Regions from separate parts of the Sus scrofa genome. Here region 1 is linked to region 2. Evidence: chromatin contacts called from public Hi-C data. All regions are on one chromosome and are shown on one strand. The core of a region is the stretch at or near the end of the contact, and the rest is flanking DNA. Distances in the headings are between cores, read along the strand shown. Region 1 holds the start of HSPA4 (heat shock 70 kDa protein 4). Region 2 holds the start of AFF4 (AF4/FMR2 family member 4).

Evidence for each region. A called contact is a pair of places that touch in the nucleus more often than the background predicts.
Region 1: a contact with region 2 is called in a Hi-C map of skeletal muscle, with 5 times the contacts expected there. The contact joins the promoter of HSPA4 here to the promoter of AFF4 in region 2. A contact is called at or near these places in 3 of 5 promoter capture datasets (fetal liver, fetal skeletal muscle and liver), 22 of 47 Hi-C or Micro-C datasets (adipocytes, alveolar macrophages, blood and 15 more) and 2 of 2 datasets of contacts at active chromatin or transcription factors (alveolar macrophages and skeletal muscle).

The regions. Positions count from the first base shown.
Region 1 is chr2:135,344,428-135,351,219 of Sscrofa11.1, reverse strand. It overlaps HSPA4 (heat shock 70 kDa protein 4), which reads right to left and starts at 5,496. Exons shown (of 19, transcript XM_005661654.3): 1 at 5,037-5,496. The coding sequence starts at 5,143.
Region 2 is chr2:135,280,468-135,288,065 of Sscrofa11.1, reverse strand. It overlaps AFF4 (AF4/FMR2 family member 4), which reads left to right and starts at 4,135. Exons shown (of 21, transcript XM_021084750.1): 1 at 4,135-4,729.

The sequences.
Region 1 (6,792 bases), core at 4,247-6,746, 62 kb before region 2:
AAAGAAAACAACAAATACAAAAAGGTAAGTAATAATAGCAATATTAGCAAATACTTAAGGAGTATTTACTACCTGACAAATATTATTCTAAACACTTTATGTACTTTTAATAACTCATAATTTTCACAAACCAGTCAAACAGAGAAATCACTTACGTTTCTGGTATAAAATAACGCCTTAAATTTTGTAAAGTATCTTGGCAATATTCTAAACATATATATATCCTTTGTCCACTTTCACATCTGGAAATCTAACCAAAATAAAAGTGTTAACATGTAAATATAAAAGACTACTTGTTGAAGACTATTTCCTTTTTGTTGTTGTTGTTTTTAGGGCCACACCCTCCGCATATGGAGGTTCCCAGGCTAGGGGCTGAATCAAGAGTTGTAGCCACCAGCCTACACCACAGCCACAGCAACATGGAATCCAAGCCATGTCTGCGACCTACACCACCGTTCATGGCAATGCTAGGTCCTTAACCCACTGAGCAAGGCCAGGGATCGAACCTGTGTCCTCATGGATGTTAGTCGGGTTCATTCACCACTGAGCCACAACAGGAACTCCTGAAGACTATTTCTAATTACAAAAATTTAAGCGTTAAACTGAGCATTTGAGGAGAGCATGTTAAAGCGATAACATGGTCTCTCATATATTCAAGGAGGTAGATACCCATTTATTGACCTTGAGAGATGTCTAAAATATAAGTGAAAGAAAATAGTTCATAAATACAGTACAGTGGAGTTCCCGTTGTGGTTCAGCGGTTAACAAACCCAGCTAGTATTCGTGAGGACTTGGGTTCAATCCCTGGCACTGCTCAGTGGGTCAAGGATCCAGCATTGCTGTGAGCTGTGCTGTAGGCCACAGACGCAGCTCTGATCCTGTGTTGCTGTGGCTGTGGCTGTGGTTTAGGCCAGCAGCTGTAGCTCTGATTCAACCCTTTGCCTGGGAACCTCCATATGCCTCAGGCATGGCCCTAAAAAGACAAACGACAAAAAAAAAAAAAAAAAAAAAAAAAAAATGGCCCTATTTGTTTATATGAATATGCCCCCTATGTCTATTTGTAGAAGTCTGGGAAAAGGCATGCAATTATATACAGCAAACAGCAAATAATTAGAGAAGAAACTTAATCTTACTACTTCAGCACTTTTTTATTTGGTCGAACCTACACCATATGGAAGTTCCCTGGCCAAAGATGGAACCCACACCACAGCAGTGACCCATGCCACTGCAGCGACAACACCAGATCCACTGTGCCACAAGAGAACTCCAAGCACTTTGATTTTTCGTTAAAGCAAACAAGTATTTGGTTAAGTCAGTAAAAAAAGAATTTTTTTTTTTTTTACTTTAGGAAACCCAATTTAGAACTCAATGACATGAAGTTTTGTAGAGTACTCCTACCAATTCTGTATAAAAGGCTGTATTTTAGTTGCTGCATGAGTTTCCACAAGTGATAAATTAGACATGAGAAATGTCAGTAGTCTGAAGCTTTAGCTAACAAATCAAATTTCCTTTTCTTTGAACCCAAAAGATCCAAGTCATCCTGCAGCTCTACTTAGATCTACACAATACATAGACATTCACTCCAGAGAGGAACACTTTTCTTACACAAATAAGGTCTCAGATGTTAATCTGCCAATTAACCAGAGCCTACACATACTTTCAGCTTTTGCTCTCTCAAGGGTAGTTATCAAGAGACAATTTCATCTCTTCAAATTACTAATATATTGTTTTATTAGGAACTAAGTCACACAAAATTACCCTAAGTAACTCACCTCTACCCTATAAATTTTACACAGTATGGCCCAACTAACCCCTGTAATGTCTGCAGTCCGTTAATATTTTAATTCCAAAGAAGCTTTAAGCTTGTACCCTTTCTACTGTAATTATCCAACTAAATGTAAAAATAGGCTTTCCACTTATCCCAAAGCCTATGGTCAAGAAATGTCAACACAGACACTCATAATTTAAAACTCCCAAGTTTATCTCTAAGCTGCCCACACTTCTTTCCCATGCTACCACACAGGTGGAGAGCAACATCAACTCCCACATGGACCAAATACTGCACTAACTTCCTAAGCGTCATCCTGATTCTTCTCTTGCCCTTCTCAAATCTATTCTCCTCAAAAAGAGTCAACTATATTTTTTAAATATAAGTTGAATCACCTCCCACAGCACCTAGATAAAAGTCCTTAACATGATTTACAAAGCCCTGCCATAACCTAGCCTGCCCTGCCTATCTCCTCTCCAGATTCATTCTTTCAAGTGGCTATAATCCGCTCAGTCTGTCCTAAGTACCAAGCTCTTCTAGCCTCAGGGCTTCCTCACCTGCTATTCCTTTTGATGGGCACAACTCTTTCCTCACACCAATGGGAAAATGCTCCTCCTCTAGACTCATTTTAAATGGCACTTCTTTTAGAGCACCTTCCATCACTACCACCATCCAGTTTAAATGAGGTCCCCCTGTCATCACTTTCTGTACTTTCCCATGGGGGCCTTTACCATAGTCAGTAATTATATTTTTGTTTAGCATCTGGTTTTCTACACTAGCCATGTCGACAATGTCAGGATCAGAGTACCTTCACTGCTTAGTACAACGGCATTTTGGAAGCACTCATTATCTGCTAAAATGAAACCTAAATATGGTGAGAAGCAAGGGTCTCTTCTGGGTAAGACTCAACTGGCTCATCAAGAATGGAATTCATATTCTGTTGCACCCACAATTTGAAGTGAGTTATTCCCATCATAGCCAGCTCTCCAGAACCTGCATCTCATTCCACTCACATTAAAAAGTTCATGTGTACCTGAGATGTAAATCCATTCTTCCATAACCATTACTTAAATAAAAACTTTTTCTTCTACTTAGCCAAACTCCAACAACAGAGAAAACTAAGCTAATCAAGACCACAGTTAAAAAATTATTTGAACATATGGCATCCCTCTAAGTTCCCAGGAAATACAGGAAAAACATATAAGGAAAATAAGCTATTTAAATAGATATTCTTATCACAATTACATGGTATGTCTAGTCACCCATCCAGTCTTTGCGACAAATTTAACTGTGATTTGGGAAGATTAAATTCTTTTCTGAAACAACTCTCAGTTCCAAATGAGAGTCATGGTAAAACTGCTGCAGTTACTATCTGCCCAATGGATGGGGAAAAAGGAGCATAAGAGTCTAAAACAAAGGACAAGTACATTTTGTTCCAATATCTGTAACTCTCTTCTTTTTGGAGCTCAAGTCTATTCAATCCTAGGCAGGAAAAGACCAAGAAGTTACAAGTCTAGCTCAGCATACTAGACCCTTGGGTCTAATTTCTTGGGGAAGACGATCTCTGATCTCTCTACAGATGAAGCTAGCTAGGATGCAGAAAGCAACACCAAATAGGAAATTAATGCCTAAATACTTAAAAACAAACTTTAATGCTTTAAAAAAAAACCTTTTGGTATGCAATACACTTCCCTGGAAATACATATTAGATCAACCGTTGAAAACTATTAAGATGGGTGAATAGGGGACTGGGTTGTTATTGCTAATGAGCACAAGATTTCTCATTGGGGTGATGAAAACGTTTTAAAATTGTGTGAATAGTTGCCTAAATTTGTGATTACACTTAAAAAAAGTGTATATTTTAAGAGGGTTAACTGTATTTGTGTGAATAACGTCTCATTAAAATGGAAAACTACAAATAAAATTGAGAAAGGAACATCAGACTATGGTTTTGAATCTGGGGTGGATTTTCCCGGAAGCGCTTGAGTTAGGTGTAAAAAAAGGGGGCAGAAGGAGTTCCCTAGTGGCTCAGTGGGTTAAGCAGCTGGCTTTGTCACTGCAGTGGCAAGGACTGGATCCCTGGCGTGGGAATTTTCACATGCCACAAGGACGGCGAAATAAAATAAGGAGCAGAAATTTGACAAGTTCAAGGGAAACGTGAGTCTTCTGGGTAGCAATGATCAGCCTAGTAAACAGAGCAAGAGACTTGGCCAGAAATCTGTGGCTGAAGAAAACCAACAAAAGGGGGGGGGGGGGAATAGGCCTTAGAAAAGAGGCCCTTTATGACACACATATATGATGTATCAAATATGAGAATCTAACAAATATGAAACTTCAAAAAAATTTTGTCCGAAAGGAAAACAATAGATTGAAACATATCTCTAGGAATTCAAAAAGTAGACTCTTAACTCTAACCAAGGAAAGGCCTGGGTGAGTCATGATTTTTTTAGCGCTGTGTCTATACTGGTCCCATAACTTACTATAGGTTCTAAAAGTCGAAGTGAGCCCCTGAGTCATTCATTAACAATTGCGGCCAACACCCCGGATGGAATGCATTACCCTGAGAATGGAACGCTGTTAAGGGTGGATGCATACAGAATGATAACAGAAAATGACCCAACGTGGTTCAATTTACTGAAACGACGTAAAAAATCAAAGTGAATGCAAAGATATCCAAAAGCCATCAAATTTTATTAAATCCATTTCTGCTATCTTTCCGTGCCAACCCAACCTCAAGATCTCCGGTGCTCCGGCTCCCTCTCTTCCGGGCGCCACCCCACCCCCACTCACGTGGGACTCTGGGCGCTCTTAGGGCCGGCGACCGCCAGAACTCGTTCAACTCAACTAACTTTTATTAAGCGCCTGCTGTGTGCAAAACTCCGAACTCTGCGCTGGGCTGAAGAAACGTCAGTACTCCCTGCGCCTATTATGTACTCTCTAAAAGAGGAGCTCGGTCCACCCCACATCCCAGGCCTGCCTTCCCCCCAACTTCTACTCAATACATCCGCAGGTCCAAGTATCCATTCACAGCCTTCCGCCAGCCGGCGGGCCACAGAAAAAAGGCCTCGCCCCTGCTGCAGACCCACACGGTGGTGGTCGCGGCCACCAGTGACCTAAAACCCAATGGAGGTGCCCTACCCACCACGGCCTCGGCTCGGAACGGAGATTACTGCCCGGCCCACGTTCCCCAAACCGCGAGTGGCACAGACCAGAACAAGTGCTACCTCCCCACCCCCCAGTGCACGCGACTGGCCTGGCCCACACTCACGGCGTGCAGCGGTCGCTGTACTCATTAGCGATCGTTTCGATGCCACCGGCGCGGGCTACGGCGACGTAGCAGCTCTGGAACCCAAGGTCTATGCCCACCACCGACATGGCGCCGGCTACAGCTCGGGCTCGAGCCCCGGTCCGGCCGGCAAGACAGGACACGGACCCCGGCGGGGCTGGCGCGCGGAAAGACGGCCGTGTGGGCCGGGGAACCCGGGCTAGTTGGGGAAGTGAGGGTGACCACACGAGCCCCTCGGTTCTTAGAAGGAGAGCCGCGGCGGAGGGCACTGCTCAGACCGGCTCCGGCTCAGCGGCCGCAGAAGGTGCGCCGGTAGCGGGGGCGGAGAAGATCTCGAAAGATCTCGTTGCGACGAGAGTAAAGCTGCAGCGCGAGAACTGCGACGAGATGTTCTCGCGAGACCCCGGCACAGCTGCTTTTCCTTCTGAAGCCCCGCCCCCCGGTTGCGTACATGTTTACGTCACGTCCGGACCCAAAAACCTGGGAAGGGACTAAGCCGCAGAAAAGATGGTAGAGAGGCGGGGCTGGCCAATTGAGCCTGCGCACAGAACCGGCAGCCGCGCTCCTCGCGGCGGCGCGGAACCGAGAAGCAGCTCCTCTTCCAGAAGGAAATAGGAGCGCCGGTTTGAGGCAAAATACTGAGCAAGCGCTGTTGGCCTACTTCCGCCGTTTTTCTTTATTTCAGAGAAAGTTCCGGTTGTGGCACCTCCCGCGCCCCATCTTGTATTGAGCCCGGTAAAATGGGACCGCGCACTAATCCTCAAAGTTGGGAGAGCCTGGTCATCTCGCCTTGGTGGGGTCTGGTGTGTAGAAGAAAAGATTGCTGTTGGGCCCGGGCCCTGAACAGAGGTTTAGTTCAGGTTCTGTTAAAATCAGAGACAGCGCCCTTTGCGAAGGAGGGGAGGAAGTGACTCTCAATCCCACTGCCTTGATTTTTTTTCCCTCAGTCTTGCACCGTTTTCTAAACCGGTCCTGTCCTTAGATGCAGTTGCACCTAAAGGACCTACTGCACTTTAGCCTTTCAATCCCCAACCCATTTTAAGCACCTGTCTTGAACTGGATGCAAGAAACACGCATTCATAGGTACGTTCAGACATATCGGTAGCGCCAGGATTACATGAAGCAGGCACTCTCCCCTGCAGGGGCACCTGGGTAAGCAGGGAGTTGCGGAGAGTTATGATGTGTTCCTGGTATAGAGAGGAAGCCAGCTGGCAATCAGGAAGCAACTCTACGTAATGAGCATTTCTAATAAATCGCTTGAAGAAGTCTTAGAATACCAGGAATCTGAATCTCTGTGTCTCCAGTAATTTGATATGATTTCTTGTTCTAAGTATCTATTTTATGATTTTTTAAGGGCCCCCAACATTGTGTAAGCTTCAACCCCACAAAACCTGAATCCAACCAGTAACAGGAGTAGCTAAACAAGTAAATGGGATCCCCGTACAGGGTGGCAACTGTTACAACACAGAATGCTGGACACTAGGAAAAATAAAAGGCTGCTTTCAAGTTAGAAAAAAAGTAATAGCTAGCTAGTCTGGGTTGAAAAGAACTGCAGGAAGTACTGCTACTAGGTAGGCTGAATTGAAGACCTCCATCTCAGAGCTCAATCAATTATATTGGACCACTTAATAAAGTGGATAAACAAAGACAAAAGTAAATTTTCCCAAACCTCTGCGTTTGCTGTGTCAATGAAAAATCAATTACTTGTTCTAAGAAAGAAATGGAGGAGTTCCCTGGT
Region 2 (7,598 bases), core at 2,886-5,385:
GGACAGTCTTGCCAGCACCTTGATTTTAACACAGGTAATCCTGTGTCATGCTTCTGAGATATAAAATTGTAAAATGATAAATATGTTAAGCCCCTAATTTTGGGGCAATTTGTTACAGCAACAATAAAAACTAATACATTCTTCAAGACTCTTTAAAAACTTTACCTTGCATATCCACTAACTTATTATACCATGATTCTTACCCAATCCTAATCAAGCTCCTTAAACTGAAAAACCCCCGACACCATATCCCCAAACCTTATAAATCCCCCCACCACCACCAATTCCCCTGGGAAATACTACGGAAACCATCAAGGTTCTGGTCTCCTTTATCAGTAAGTAAGAAACTCAGTTTTGCCTTATCAACACATTATTTTGGTGGTATTTTGGGGGATCCAGCATTTGACAATTGTTTTCTCCATGTGCCTAGAATAGTACCTGTTATATAGTAGGTGTTAATAAATGTTCGATCTCTAATGGAGGATTATGTGAAAAAAAAATGTATATGGAGGTATGGTTGGGTCACTTTGCTGTGCAGCAGAAATTGACAGAACACTGTAAATCAACTATAATAAAAAATTTCAAAAAAAAATAAATGTTCGATCTGAGTTTCTAAAATAACAGAGTAATATTTATTAGATACATTTACAATTTAGTACTTCCTATGTCTTGATGTGACTTTCACAAAATCATTTTAAAACCTGAATAAAACCTTGTTCATGAATGTTCATATAAGTTTTATTCATTATCATTAAAAACTGGAAACAACCCAAATGCCCTTCAACTGATGAATGACTAAACAAATATGTTATAGGAGAAGAGTACTACTCCGCAATAAATAGGAATAAATTCCTGATACATGGAACAAAAATATTTGAGTCTCAAAGACATTAGGCTAAGTGAAGGAGGCCAGATTCAAAAGGCTACATCTGTACAATTCCATTTATGTGATATTCTGAAAAAGGTGAAAGTATTGGGACAGAAAGCATCAGTGGTTGCCAGGACCTGAGGATGAGGTGAGGGGTTCGTACAAAGGAATAGGAGAGAATATTTGGGAATCATGGAAATGTTCTGTATCTTGATTGTGGTGGTGGTTACACAGTTGTATGCATTTATCAGAACTCATAGAACCATTTATTAAAAAGGATGAATTTGAATGTATGTAAATTTCATTGTTTAATTTTTTACTGAAGTAGAGTTGATTTACAATGCTGTGTTAGTCTCAGGTATACAGCAAAGTGATTTATACATACATATTTTTTGTGCGTAAATTATACCTCCACAAAAATCTGACTTGAAAACACCCTAGAACTCTACTAAGAATTGCTGCTCTAGCAGTTCCTGTTGTGGCTCAGTGGTTAACGAACCCAACTAGTATCCACGAGAACTTGGGTTTGATCTCTGACCTCGATCAGTGGGTTAAGGATCCAGTGTTGCCGTGAGCTGTGGTGTAGGTTCCAAACACAGCTCAGACCCCGAGTTGCTGTGGCTCTGGCGTAGGCTGGTGGCTGTAGCTCCAATTTGACCCCTTGCCTGGGAACCTCCATATGCTGGTGTGGCCCTAAAAAGACAAATAATAAAAATAAAAATAATTGCTGCTCTAATAATATATTCTGAATAATCTGGATATTGCGTGTTAATAAAGTAGTCATACTTTTGAGATTTTTTTTTCTCTCAATGTTTTATGGTTGCTATTTTCTGTGTAGTTGATTCATGCTGTTCTAGAACATGAAGACAGAAACTTCATTTTGCCTGGACCAGGGATCAGATCCAAGCCACAGTTGCAACCCCAGATCCTTAACCCACCTTGCTGCACTAGGATCAAACCTGTATCCCAGGAGTTTGGCTCAGCAGTTAACGAAACTGACCAGGATCCATGAGGACATCAGTTCGATCCCTGGCCTTGCACAGTGGGTTAAGGATCCGGTGTTGCCATGAGCTGTAGCATAGGTTGCAGATGTGGCTTGGATCCCTCATTGCTGTGGCTGTGGCTGTGATGTAGGCCAGCAGCTACAACTCCCATTAGACCCCTAGCCTGGGAACCTCCATATGCCACGGGTGAGGCCCTAAAAAGTTCAAAAAAAAAAAAACACAAAAAACAACAAAACCCACCCCAACCTGCATCCCAGGGCTACAGAGATACCACTGATTCCAGTGCACCACAGCAGAAACTCCAGGAAATTCTTAATTGCAGAATAATGGCAAAGAAAAGTCTCCGTTTTCCAACCCCAGAACCTGCCCCCCACCCTGCCCCCGTTTTGGTTTTAAAGTAAGGTTTCATTTTACATTGAAAAATTATCGTGATCCTTTATGGAACAAAAAGTATGTTATCTTTTGGTCAAATAACATTTACTACAAAATAAGTAAAGGAGCCTCCTTGTAACATTTGGGAAATATCTTCAATGTTTTAATACTTTAATTGTTGTGTAAAATGGTAATCTTATTGTCACTCTCCACCTTCACTCTGTTCCAGTACAGCCTTGTAAATCTTCCTAGACAGAATATGAAAAAAGCAAATTAAATTGGCACATCTGTGGAGGTTAATTTGGCAATATCCATTCAAATGGAAAATACCTTTTGACCTAAACATTGCAATCTAAGGATTTATAGGTATAGTTGTTCTTCTTATGATTACTAGTTGCAGCTTAGTTTGTAATTTAGTAAAGACTTGACAACAACCTTAATGTCCACCTGTAGGGGATTTGTTAAAAAAATATATATATGCTATTTACATAAAATAGAATATTATACTGCTCGTAGAAGAGTGAGGCAGTTCTTTCAGTGTTAATATGGAAACATATCCAGATATTTTGATTGAGAAAAGGAAGGAACTTAATAGTATATATAGTATGTGATCACTTGTGTAAAAAATATGTATAACTGGACTTTAAGATATATTTAGGGAGTTCCCCTGTGGCTCAGCAGATGTGAATCTGACTAGTATCCATGAGGATGCAGGTTTGATCCTCCGCCTTGCTCAGTGGGTTAAGGATCCAGCATTGCCATGAGCTGTGGTGTAGGTGGCAGATGCAGCTTGGATCTGGCATTGCTGTGGCTCTGATTTGACCCCTAGCCTGGGAACCTCCATATGCTGCGGGTGCAGCCCTAAAAAGACAACAAAATAAAAAATAAAATAAAATATATTTATAAATGTTTTGGGAAAGCTACTGAGAAAATGCTAAATGACTGCCTCCAGAACTGGAGTAGTTAAAATGGTAGGGATGGGAGCATCGATTATTTTTCACTGTTTTGTCACAGTTCATTTTTAGTTTTACATGAATACACTTCCAAATAGATATATAAAATCTACATCAAGTGTTTAGCTTAAAGGCGTGTTTAGCAAAATTCTGTGGTCACTTCAGAATTTTGAAAAGGAAGAAACTTCTATTGATGCTGATGAATTACCAGCTTTAGGGCTGATAAAAACATATTCATACGCACATTCCTTATAGTTTATCATAAATCTCCTCAAAAGCCTTGCATTTCATTTTTAGACATCTTTAAAATGCTTGCTTCAAAATTAGCTCGTAGAAAGTGAAAAAAACGGCTTCACCAGGCTCCTTTATAGAAAGACATCATCTAAGAGGCAGGAAATTATCAAGTGTTTTCCAAATAATAACCCCAAAGTCACTTCTCTGGACAGTTAACCACACTGGGTTCTGTGAGACCCTCTGAAAATTCTGTCTAGTCTATAACTATTACTTTACTCTCAATTACAGCTTCCCCGAGGATGTTAGAAGCAAAGTGTGGAAAACGTTATCTTGACGAAAAGTATTCACGGCCGAAGATGCTTAGATGACCAAGAAAAAAAAAAGGCCTGCCTGGCTTCGCGGGTGATCAAGCCAGGTTCTGGGCGGCCTCCGGTAGAGAAACTCCCCGCAGCCTTCCTTTCTCGGCCGGACCCGCGAGGGCCGCTGGACTGACTCCGGGCTTCAACGTCAGCAGGAGGCCGAGGGTCTAGGGGGGCTTCAGGCTCGGCCACACCCCCAGAAGGGGCCGTCCGCCCAACCCCCTGAGCCCCAGAACCGGTAGATCCGGCTCAGCCCGGCCCCGCCCTTCCGAACCTCGCTAGCGGCTACGCCGTGCGAGGTGCGCGCGCGGGAGGCGCAGGCCCGGTCACGCTCCGCCCCCTCGGCCCGACGCGGCCGCCGGGCCCGAGGGCTCGGGCCTAAGCCGCCGGGGCCAGTACCCGGCCGGGCCACGGTCTTCGGCCCCGAGCGCCGCGCACGTCACCACCCCCCGACGTCACCTCCCGGCACTGCAGGCCCCGCAGCCCTCCGCTTTTCTGGAGGGGAGGGGCCCGGCGTCGCCACGTGACGCCTCGTCCCCGCCCGGCCCTGGTCACATGGGTGGCGCGGCCGCTGCGTCAGTCACAGCCCTGGCTGCGGGAGTCGAGCCGCCGTCGCCGCCGCCGCCGCCAGCGGACGGGGCGGGGATCCCGGTGCCAGGTCCTCGTCAGCCCGCCTCAGCCGGCCCTCCCGGCCAGGCCTCGACCGTCATGGAGCGGGGCGGGACCTCCGCCTGTGCCGTGTGAGCTGCGTCGCCGCCGCCTGCGCTTTTCGAGACCTCCCGAACCCTCGCCGCCGCCGCCGCCCGGAGCCCCTCGCCCTTGGCAGCCTGTCGCCGCCCCTCGGGCGGGCTCGAATGCGCGTCCGGTGAAGGTGCAGGCCCGGCGCTGCCACTGCCGCAGCCGGGAGATGGTTCGGGCCTAGCGGAGCCGGGACTGGAGGTGAGAAGCACCGACGGACTGACGGAGGGCCGGGCCGGGCGGCGGGGGAGTGGGGGAGGGGAGGACGGGGTCCGCCTCCGGATTCGGAGGGACCCTCCGGGCTCGGGCTGCTCGATCCGGCATCTCTTTTCGCCTTCGCATTCCAGCCCCCTACCCTTATACACACACAAAACATTAATGAAATGGCTAACCCAATCCTAACAAAAATTCCCAGAAATCCATCTTTTCCCAGTTTTGTCTTTCCCCTTCCATTTCTCAATCCATTCTTGCCCTCAGAAATTCCTTCGACTGCATCGTTGCTTTTAAAGCCCCTCCTGAATTTCAGGGTGTTTCTAGTTGAAGAGAAAAGAGGGCCTAGATGCTGGCTAGCATTACCCAACTAGTTCTCGCTTTCCTTCTCGCGATCCTGCGCACGTCCTCCTCCTTCTCCTCCTCCTCCTCCTCCTCCCCCTCCCTCCCCCGCAAAAAGGAAAAAAAAAAAAGGGAAAAAAATTTCCGCCTTCGGCTGGTTAAGGGGGTTGACTAAAAATGGGAATGTTGGGGGTGTAATACTGGAACACCCCCCCCCATAACTTCTGAATCGGTCCAGCTCGTTACCCCGATAGCTTGTATTTGGATATGGATGTGTAGGCCTTTCCTCCAGCTGCCGGTGCTCGGGGTTAATCTCGTAATTGACGTCAGTGCTTTGTTCCTTCCACTTTGCTGTTCCTTCCACTCTTTGAGGATGGATCATGGGATCCAGGAGTTGGAGGAGTCTCCTTACTGCCTTTTCTTTCGCAAAGACTGTCGTTTATAGGAAGTTGAAGATACAAATCTGCGATGCTTGCGTGTGGAGTTCAGACTAAGATGCAGAGTTCGATTTAGGGTTCTCAGAGTCATTTCAATTCAGAATGGTGCGATTTCTTTCCTGCTGGCTAGGGAGATTTTAAACTAAAGCTAGGCCCTTTTCCAGTTATCAGTATTTTTCCTGACGGCATCTAGTCTATAGTTGTGAATAGGATGTTTATAAATGCGGTGTTTAAATTGTGTCTTATTTTTGAGAACCCACGTGTTAAAAAGCTCAAAGCTTTGTTTCCATATTGATTTTGCAAAGCTTTGGAAAGTGCTCCTTTTGTGTACTTGTCCTTTAACTTGTCAAAGTTGAAATATTTATGAGAACTTTCTTAATTTGGCATTTAATAAAGAGCCTCTGTGGCCTGTGAATCTGCCTAGAATCATCTTCCATCATATGCGTATAAAGAAGTGTTGGCAGGTTGCCACCTGGTTTTTGACAAAGCTGGCTTCTTTAAATTTCTCAGGTTTATTTTCTACTTATTCGTCCATGTGTCCTTCAGTCTCCAAACATGAAAAAAAAAACCTTAAGAAATTATTGTAAATTATCTTTTAGCATTAACTTAATTGGAAGCAATTAAAAGTTAATTTTTTATACCAACAGTTTCAGTTTGTGATGGTTTGCAGCCTGATGACTGGTTTTTGTTAGCTCTTCAGGAACAGTAGGCAGGTAGGATGTTTGTAAATGACCCAACCTTTACTGTTTTTTTTTTTAAAAGAGCTTAGCTGTGTTCATTGGCAAATGGTCTACAGGTTTGGAGTGTGAAGTTGATTCTACAGTGCTTTGGTGAAGCTGTGTAATTAAGAATTCTTAAAGATAGGATATTTTCATTCAGATTCACTTTCTACTTGTCATAGGACATACATTCCCTTCTCTGTGTTCTTGAGTTCTTGTACCCTCTTTGTGACATTCTGCTTTTTGTATTGTAATTTTTAAAAATAGGTCTGTCATGTCTTTAGAGCAAGATCTATATTTATACCTCTCCCTATGCTCCCCAGTATTTTACACAATTATTAGATTGAATATGTGATGTCCAACCCAAGATTTCACAAAAGGGTAATCTAAAAACAGCTGTATGAGCAAGTTATCTGTATTTGAAGGGGAAAAGTAACTCTCAGTTGCAGAAGATGACAGAAGGTGAAGCCTTTTAAAATTATGTATGTTAACCTTTTTTTAAGAGTTAAGGTAAATGTCACGGTTTTTTGTGTACCTGAGAGGAGCATAGAAAACAGGTATTTGATCTTTTGTGGCTGTCTGGTTTAGAATGGGATCCACAATGTATGAGGCCTTCTCGTCCTAGTATTTTTCATAAAATCGAAAGGATACGCTTAAGTATTGAAGGGACACCTGAACAGTGACCCAGAAGTGCAGTGTGTATTATAAAAATTGATGGCTTCGATTTTATTTTTTATTTCAGCTCTGTGCTACAGATGTTTTACAGTAAAAACTGTCCGTATCATGTAAAGGTTTCCCAGCTTTGGAACCCCCTATCCTCATTTTGTTTGACCTGTTTCCTTTTTTATTTCCTCTAAGTTGAAACGATTAAATTTGATTTCTGGGAGTCTGTTTGTCAGTCTCAGTTATTGTGAAATAAGGTGTAGTCAGTGACGAAAAACTGCTTAAAGCTAACCTGACTTGTTACCTTGCTACTTTTTTGGTTTAGGAAAAGCACCCCTGCTGTAACTCCCCACACCCAGTGACTGACTGGAAAGCCAGTATGGTTTGGCTACTCATATACTGTCATGATTTGTCCTGAGACTGGGGCTCCCTTGGGCTGCTTTGGGCCTGAGTGAGTCTGCCATAATTTTGTCAATTTGGAGCTGCCTAGTGGGTTATGACATTTTACTTTGACTTTTCCTTTTCTTGTCATCATTAGGATAGTTTTCTGGAGAGGTGAGTACAGGCCAATACTCTGCACAGGCAGGCCTTCCCACTCTTGCCAGTTTCTTTCATTTCTTCTATCTGGAATATCACTTTTCCTGTCTTGTGCCCTGTGGCTTAACATTTACCATCTTTTAAGTTTTAAGGCCCAGTGCA